Regions from separate parts of the Hordeum vulgare genome. Here region 1 is linked to region 2. The links are chromatin contacts, called in public Hi-C maps. All regions are on one chromosome and are shown on one strand. The core of a region is the stretch at or near the end of the contact, and the rest is flanking DNA. Distances in the headings are between cores, read along the strand shown.

Region 1 (4,060 bases), core at 117-2,616, 860 kb after region 2:
CTGTAGCATAGGATCGAAAATATAAAAAAGGAAAACGCGTCAGAAATCCTCTAAATCGGACCCTGAACCTCCTGCCTGAGAAACTTTCGTGACATATACATACTGTAGAAGTATTGTAGCTACTAATTTATTAAATAGTGCAGTCCTTTATTAATTATTTACTCGTGGGAACGCGTTGCAGCTGAGTAAAACAATACTGCAGAAGTATTGTAGCTACTAATTTTTTTTCAACATTTTTCTAAACCTTTAAACATTTTTCCAACATGCGAACATTTTGTGAATATGTGAACAAAATTTAAAAACAGAAACAACTTCTTAAATACATGAATAAAATTTCAAAACAAGAACATTTTCTGAAATTTAAAAACAATTTTTGAAGCGGGAACATTTTTTGAACTTTTGTACATTTTTTGAAACAGGAACTTTTTTGAACTTATGTACATTTTTTCAAAAGGCAAACATTCTTTAGGAAATGGAGAACATTTTTATAAATTTGCGAAGAAAATTATAAAACACAAACTTTCTTGAAATTTCTAAAGAATTTTTGAAGCGGGAACTTTTTTGGAACTCCTAAAAATCGAAACATGAACATTTTAACAAATTTTGAAAATTGAACATTTTTCGAGTTCCAAATAATTTCTAAATAAACTTCCGAATATTTTTTCAAAAACACAAACAAGATTTCAAAGCATGAACCATTTTTTCCTCCTGCAAAAAGAAAACATGAACATTTCCAAAAGTTGTGAACTACTAGCTGTTAAAGTGGGAACATTTTTAAAATTACAAAAAAAATAAAAAGTTATGAACATTTTAAAGAAAAACGTACCAAACAAAATTTGAAAAATGATCAATTTCGAAAATTGCGAACAATTTTAAAACACGGACATTTTTGAACTCATAAAAAGTGGTCATTTTGCTAACAATTGTTGAAATATGAACTATTTTAAAATTTGTGAGCAACTTTTTGCAATTAAAAACAATAATGGAAACAATTGGTTATAATGGAAAGATTTCTTGAAATTCTGAACATTCTTTGAAAGATACAAACATATTTTGAAAATCCTGGACCACAAAACATTAGCACAACGATTTATAAAAAAATTGGAAAAGAAAGGAAAGAAAGAAAATTAAAATTGAAAAAAGAAAGAAAAGAAAAAAATAAATAGGGACAAAAGGAAAAAAAGGAAAAGAAAAAAGAGAGAAAAATGGAAAACGAAAGAACAGAACAAAGAAAAAAATGGTGGGGAAAAACCGGCTAAAACTTCTAGAAGTTCGAAAACAGAAGACATTGAAACGCTTAAACGGACTGGTCCATCAGGTTGCTTCTAGGTTGTTTCGCTGTGCGAAGGGTCGACAGTTTGATGCAGCGAGCTACGAATAGAATTTTCCAAAGATGGTAGCCTCGCCCGAAGCGAGACTCTAGTGGGCCAACCCAATAGGATTGTGTGGGTTTGTTACATAGGACTATTTAGTTCGGTTTTCTTCCTTTTTTATTTTCTTTTGCACTCTTTTTATATTTTGAAATGTTCTAATGTTCTAATTATACATATATATCCCAAAATAATTTATTAAATTTTGTAAAAACGTGCTTGTGCAATGGAAAATGTTCATGCATTGTCAAAACGTGTTTGCGCAATTTGAAAAAAAGGTTCATGACCTTTTCATAAAAAAACATCTGTTTTAAAAAAAATGTTTCAAAAAGTGATGTTTTATTTAGTATCTACACAGTTTATTTTTTGAAATTTAAGAAAAATCATACGTTGCATAGATATTTTAGGAAAAATTAAGAAACAGTTACGAAAATATGTGGTGAAACTTTGGGAAAATGTTTATCAATGTAGTAAAAAAATTGCATAGCTATCTTTATGAAATCTAACAAAATCTGTATACAATTCAGAAACATGTTTTGTACCAATCAAAATAATATTTGTGACCTTTTGGAATAAATGTTCTAAGAACTAAACAAATGTTATGCATGCTTAAAAACATTCATGGCTTTTCTAAGAATGTTCAATGTGTGTTAATAAGTGATCACCATATATTCACAAAGTGTTCAGTGTACATTTGACACAAGATTCAACATTTATATAAAAACGTTCAACTTGTATACAAAAAAATTCAATGTGTATTTGAAGAAAGATGAAAAATGAAAAAGAAGTACAATCCAACTAGAAAAAAACAAATGAATACCAATTAGAAAATGCATGGAAAAGGAGAGAATGAAGAAGAAGAAGAAGAAAAAGAAGAACAACAACAACAACAAGAAGAAGTAGCAGTAGTAGAAGAAGAACCAAATAATAAGTTATAAAACTCATGTGAACCAGTCCATAAAAATCTTCACAAAACCGCTAAAGGAAACAACAATCTTGTGCCGACCCTTAGCAGAGCACCAGAGGCCAGATAAGCGATACATAGCCCTTGCGACCATGACATAAGCTAATAGGATGCTCGTGTAGGCCGCCTTCAGCGCCAGGTGGTGGCGGAGCTTCGTGTAGACCAACATGAGCCATGCCCCCCTTAATTTTTGCAACTAGCAAAGCATATGCTACATTTTAAGCCTGAGTAAACTTTAAACTAGAGATTAGCACCTTCTTCTTTATTAATTTGCTCCCCTTCAAGTAATGACCCCCTTTTGGATTTTGCTCAAGCTCCGCCACTGGCGTCAGAAACATGATACAGTACTTATGCGCGCCTCCAAGCGCGTCGTGGCCAAGGAGAGTTCGATCCTTGCCCAATCGCTCACTACGCAATAGTTTTTTTTTCTATCGGCCAATGGTTAACCAGCTGTTCAACGGTCAACTGTTATTTTCTAAAATGCATTTTTATTATCTTAAAAACTGATTTTTTGTAAAATTTCAAAAATATAAATTTAAAATTGTTCATGGATTTTGAAAAAATATCACATGTTTGAAAATGGTCATCAAATTTGGAAAAATATTTTCTGAATTTGAAAAGATCAGCATTTTGAAAATATATCACAAAATTGAAAAAAAGTTCATCAAATTTGGAAAATGTACATCGACCTTGAATTTTTTTTATCAATTTTGTAAAATAGTTGATAAATATGAAAAAAAAATCATAGCTTTTAAATAGTTCAGAAATTCGAAAAATGTTCATCTGTTTTAAAAACATTATTAGAAAAATAAGAACGTTCATCGAATTTGGGGGGAAATCATCTATTTTGATAAACAAATTCTCAAAATTGGGAAAAAAAGACCGATTTTAAAGAAAAATTGAATTTCAGAAAAGTCATCCATTTTAGAAAACAATCATTGAATTTGAAAAACATAAGTTCATCAATTTTGATAAAAAACTTTATGGATTTTTAAAAAAGTTCATCAATATGAAGAAAAGTTTGCGAATTTGAGAAAAGTAAGTAAAAAGGACAGGGAAAAAAGAAAAAGAAAATGAAGAAAGCAGAAATGACGGGGAAAATGGAATGACGTTGATCACTGAACTCAGGCATCCTAGGTTCGAATCCTGCAATGAGCCAGCCCAACGTGCTGAAGCGTGTGCGCTGTTTGAAAAATAACGAAGGAACGGGCACCGTTTAGAAAACAACCGGCCTAATGGTAGCGGGATGTGAACCACGCCGTGTCACCAACTTACTGTTGAGTCACCAATAGCTTCGGTTTACTCCGATATTAGTTATCGTTAAAATGGATATATTTTAATATTCAATACATTTTTGTTTGAGCAACAATTAATATGGATAGAAGAGAATAGTTTTTTTTCTATGGATCGTACAACAAAAGTATTTCTCGGCAATTCATCACCCTGAAATTGTACACCTATGTGCCACTCTGCATCGAGAAAATTACACGTTGGTATCATATTTGGAGCCATAGTGATAAATTGGTATCAAAATTGATAAATTTTACGTGTTAGTACTAAGTTTGGGACAGGTCGTTACAAAAAAATCTAAACCGGATATTGACGGTGTATCTGACCGGCGTGGCCAGTCCGTCGGGTGCTGACGTGGCATATTTTTTACAGAAAAAATTCATGTTTTACACGTAATCAAATAAATACGCATTATTTTGTGCAAAAAGGGCTTCAC
Region 2 (4,382 bases), core at 24-2,523:
GTTTTTAAAATCATTAATTTTTTAAACCGTGAACGTTTTATTATTTCGTGAACCTATGTTTTAATTCCCAAACATTCTATGGTTTCATGAACAATTTTTTTCAGAACTCAAAAAATTGGAATTTTGAAAAATCATGAATTAATTTAAAGAAGGACAAAATAAATTGAAATGATAAAACGTGGGTTAGCCCATGAACTCGTGTTTTCTGCTATAAAAAGAGAAAATCAGTGTTCATGTGATCAAGTTTTGTCGATTGATGTAAATTTATCTTTTTTCTGAAATGCGTGGACATTTTTTTATTCAGTGAACATTTTTTGAATCGATGAAATTTTTTGTAAATGGGGAACAAATTTGGGTATTCGTAATTTTTTTAGTTTTTCTCAACATTTTTGAAAATTCATAGAAATTTTGTGAATTATTTTGTAATATGCGAACATTTTTTTAAAACCATCAACATTTTTTGAATCTGTGAACATTTTCTAATTTTCTGAACCTTTGTTTTAATGTCCAAACATTCTATGATTTCGTCAACATTTTTTTTCAAAACTAAAAAAATTGGAATTTTGGAAAATCACAAATTAATTTAAAGAAAAATATATATTAAAATAATAAAACATGGGCTGGTCCATTAACCCAGATTTGCTGCTATATACAAAGAGAAATAATAGGGATGAAAAAAGTTGTGCCTATCAGGGATCGAATGCGTCCTTAAAGCACCGGGCAGTGGTGCTGCTCTGCTAGCGCTGCTGCCACTGTCTCAGCGTTCAGGCTTGCGTGCGGAAGAAAAATCCTATACGACCTGGTCGTGTGCAGCTGAACCGGAGACCCTCTCCCGCGTATGACCACTGGCAATGCGAATCTCAAAGCAGCGGTCATCTCATTTACAATTCCTATAACCAATTCGATCTATCCAATTGACAATTGTCCACTCGTAGCCACCAACGCTAAAGATGCCGGAGTCGCCGAACTCGCCTTGGGGTAGGTAGCTGATAAGAGAGTAGTTGGCGATCATGAAGCCCTGCAGGTGTCGCCAGCGATGGGATGGCTTGCACCCGCATGCAGTGTCCCAGCACGGGACGATGTCACTAAGCAGGGGCGCCGCATGGTCGTGGGTCGCGGTGGTTCTGGCGAGGGACCTTCGGCGGTGGCACTAGAGCTCCTACGATGGTGTGGATGGTAGCATCGAGGTGGGATGAGCCCTCGTTCGTCAGCGGCTACAGATCTAGTGCTCCCTGGATCTGGCGACGGGTGGCTGTGTGCAGCGTAGGCTGCGACCAGTGAGGGCCAACGGTGGTCGCCCTCCATCACGCAATGGTGTCCACTCGTGATGGTGGAGGGTAGGATCAAATGCGGATCTCAAAGCACCGGTCATCTTGTTTCCAAATCGTGATTCCTATAACGAGTGGGATCTATCCAGATCCTCAAAAGTCTAGCCGTTGATGTGCTCGTTGACGCCAGACTGTAAGATTGGTTGGAAGTGTATCTCTCCCATACGGGTAGGGGTGCAAGCGGTGCGGGTTGCCCGCAATCCCGCAAAAGCCGCCCCGCATAAAACATGCTTTGCGGGACCCTGCGGATAACCGCATAATTATGCAGTCACTTGCGGGCTGTCCATGAGAACCCACATCGTGCCCGCATAGGCGTTTCAATTTGTATTAGTTTCGTCGGTGTTGTAAGTGTGCGTTAAAATTTAGAATACAGTCTGCATTTTCTACGGTTCCACTCGAGCACGCACTGGTCTTCTTTGTGGCAGTTGTCGTTGGCTTGATGAAGCAGCGCAGCGAACTGCCCAGACCGGTGTTGTTGCTGCTGAACGAGCTGCGCGCGCTGGCATTGCTATTGCACCTCTGCAGCCCGGCGTTGGTGTACCACGAACACGCTGAAGCACCTCTGCACCTCTGCAGCCCGGCCAGGCTCGGAGACCGCCCGAGTGAAGCTGCTGAAGCAGCTTGCGAACAAGCTCGCGGGATGGGTCATGGTAGTGGACGAAGAGAACGGTGAGGTGCGGATGGCGCTGACCGGCCATTGAGAACGACGACTAATCATGTGTATTAGCGAGACAAAACAAGAAAATATGTGGGCTGGCGGCTCCCTCTTAACCCACACATCCCGCATCACGGTGAGCCGTGTAGCCCACATATCATTCGCGGGCAGGATTATGGGGCTGCGGGACGACGGCAACCCGTCCCACTTGCACCCTTGCATACAGGCCACGTGAGTTATATATATATTTATGCAAAATCTTGTCGTGGCTTACAAGCTTAGGACTATCGCATGGATGCGTCCACATACTCGAGGATAGAGGAAGGGTTTAAACTTAGAGGTAGAAGTCGGTTATAATGCAATTCTACTATATCTCTACTTTGTCTAACACTCCCCCTCAACCTAAACACTATGGTATTTTACCAAGGTTGATATTGTACCTGAAGTCATCTAACCGTTTCATTGTGAGAGGTTTTGTAAAGCCATCAGCAAGTTGATCACATGTAGGTATAAAACTTATATTAAGCAGCTTGCGTGCTATACTCTTTTACAAAGTGAAAATCAACTTCAACGTGTTTGGTATGTGCATGAAAAATAGGATTAGGTGAAAAATATGTTTCAACAATGTTGTGCACCTCAACCTTGCAGCTTGTGAAACTTTAATTCCAAGTTGATGAAGCAATGTCGGAATCCACATTACTCCAGCTATAGCATTCGCTAAAGCTTTATACCCCGCCTCAGTACTTGATCTTGAGACTGTACCATGTTTTCTTGCACTCCATGACACAAGATTTGTTTCAAGAAAAGCTCTGAAGCCACCCGTGGACCTTCTATCATCAATGCACCCTGCCCAATCTCCATCACAATGAGCAGTCACAAGCAGAGAGGGGAACTTGACAATCTGAAGTCCAAGTCCCTATGTAAACTTGAGATAACTCGGGACTCTCTTGACTGCAGTCCAATGAGATGAAGTTGGGGCATGTAAATATTCACGTACTTTGTTCAATGAGTATGAAATATTAGGACGTGTAAGTGTCACATACTGTAATGCACCAACAATACTTCTATAGTTTTTTTCATCCCGCGAACCAAGTTCTTCTCCACTTTCAACCGAAAGTTCTTCTAAAGTAGAGATTGGGGTGCTGAGAGGCTTATAGTTCTCCATACATACTCTTCGAAGAATATCATTTGTATATTTTTCCTATGTAAGAAGTATGTCATCTTTTACCTTTTTAACTTCAATTCCGTGGAAGTAATGAAGATCTCCTAGGTCCTTTAGAGCAAATTCCAGTTTCAAGTCCTTAAGAAGACAGGTAGTTGCATCTGGGCTTGAACTAGCAACAATTATATCATCAACATAGACAAGAAGAAATATGGTGATGTTTCTCTTACTATAATAGAATAGCGACGTTTTTTCCTTTGATGGTGTAAACCCAAAGTGTTGTAAATGTGTGCTCAACCTTGAGTACCAGGCTCTTGGGGATTGTTTCAACCCATACAAGGTTTTATCCAACATACACACATAATGAGGTGTACTCTATTTTTCATATCCTAGTGGTTGTCGCATGAACACTTGTTCCTCAAGAACACCAAGAAGAAACATGTTCTCAACATCTAGCTGGCGTAAACTCCAACCTCTAGAGATAGCAATAGACAATACAAGATCAGTAGTAGCTACTTTAGCGATAGGACAAAAAGTATCTTCATAATCAATACCAAACCTTTGCTTAAAGCCCTTTGCTACTAGTCTAACCTTGTATTTGTCTATGCTTCTATCATCTCTTTTCTTTTTATTTTGTACACCCACTTACAATCAATCACATCGTTACCACTCTTGGGTGGTACTAAATTCCAAGTTTTGTATATAATGAGTGTGTCACATTCACTTTCCATAGCCTTCTTCCAATATTTGTGAGCAAGAGCATCATGTAGATGTGTTGGTTCACCGGTACTTGTAAGGAAAGCACGTTTGAGTTTATCATACCTTATTGTACCATTAGTGTATTACTTTTCATTTGTAATAACTGCTGGAGATCTTGTGTGATGATGAGGAGGCAAAAATGTGGTTGGTTGTACCGTTGACCTAAACATAGAGGATCCAGGTGAGACAGAGTCTTCGTCCACAGAAGATCTAGTCGAATGAACACCCGACGGCTCCAGATACGAGAGCGTCGGTGAAGAAATCTCCCTCGAACTCCTCCTTCCAGGAAAACCGCTCCGCATGGCGCTTCTTGGCTCGCCCCCGTCCACGCCTAGACTAGTGGGCTCCACACCGGTCGGGGTGTCGGCCACCCAAGAAGTCGTGGCAGCGAGCGATTCGCCCCCGTCTATGCCTCGACTGGTGGGCTCCGCACCGGTCGGGGTGTTGGCCACCCGAGCGTCTCCCATGCAAACGTGAG

The links. A called contact is a pair of places that touch in the nucleus more often than the background predicts.
Region 1: a contact with region 2 is called in a Hi-C map of leaf, with 4 times the contacts expected there. The contact joins two enhancer-like sites. A contact is called at or near these places in 2 of 6 Hi-C or Micro-C datasets (leaf and seedling).

The regions. Positions count from the first base shown.
Region 1 is chr4H:457,051,750-457,055,809 of MorexV3_pseudomolecules_assembly, forward strand. No RefSeq gene overlaps it. Among protein-coding and RNA genes, the nearest start is that of LOC123448941, 230 kb to the left of the region's middle. Within about 2 kb of position 1,367, at least 1 of the 3 cell types and tissues checked has open chromatin away from gene starts, as enhancers often do. A contact at or near this core is called in leaf, where this site is marked.
Region 2 is chr4H:456,196,553-456,200,934 of MorexV3_pseudomolecules_assembly, forward strand. No RefSeq gene overlaps it. Among protein-coding and RNA genes, the nearest start is that of LOC123451592, 5.0 kb to the right of the region's middle. Within about 2 kb of position 1,274, at least 3 of the 3 cell types and tissues checked have open chromatin away from gene starts, as enhancers often do. A contact at or near this core is called in leaf, where this site is marked.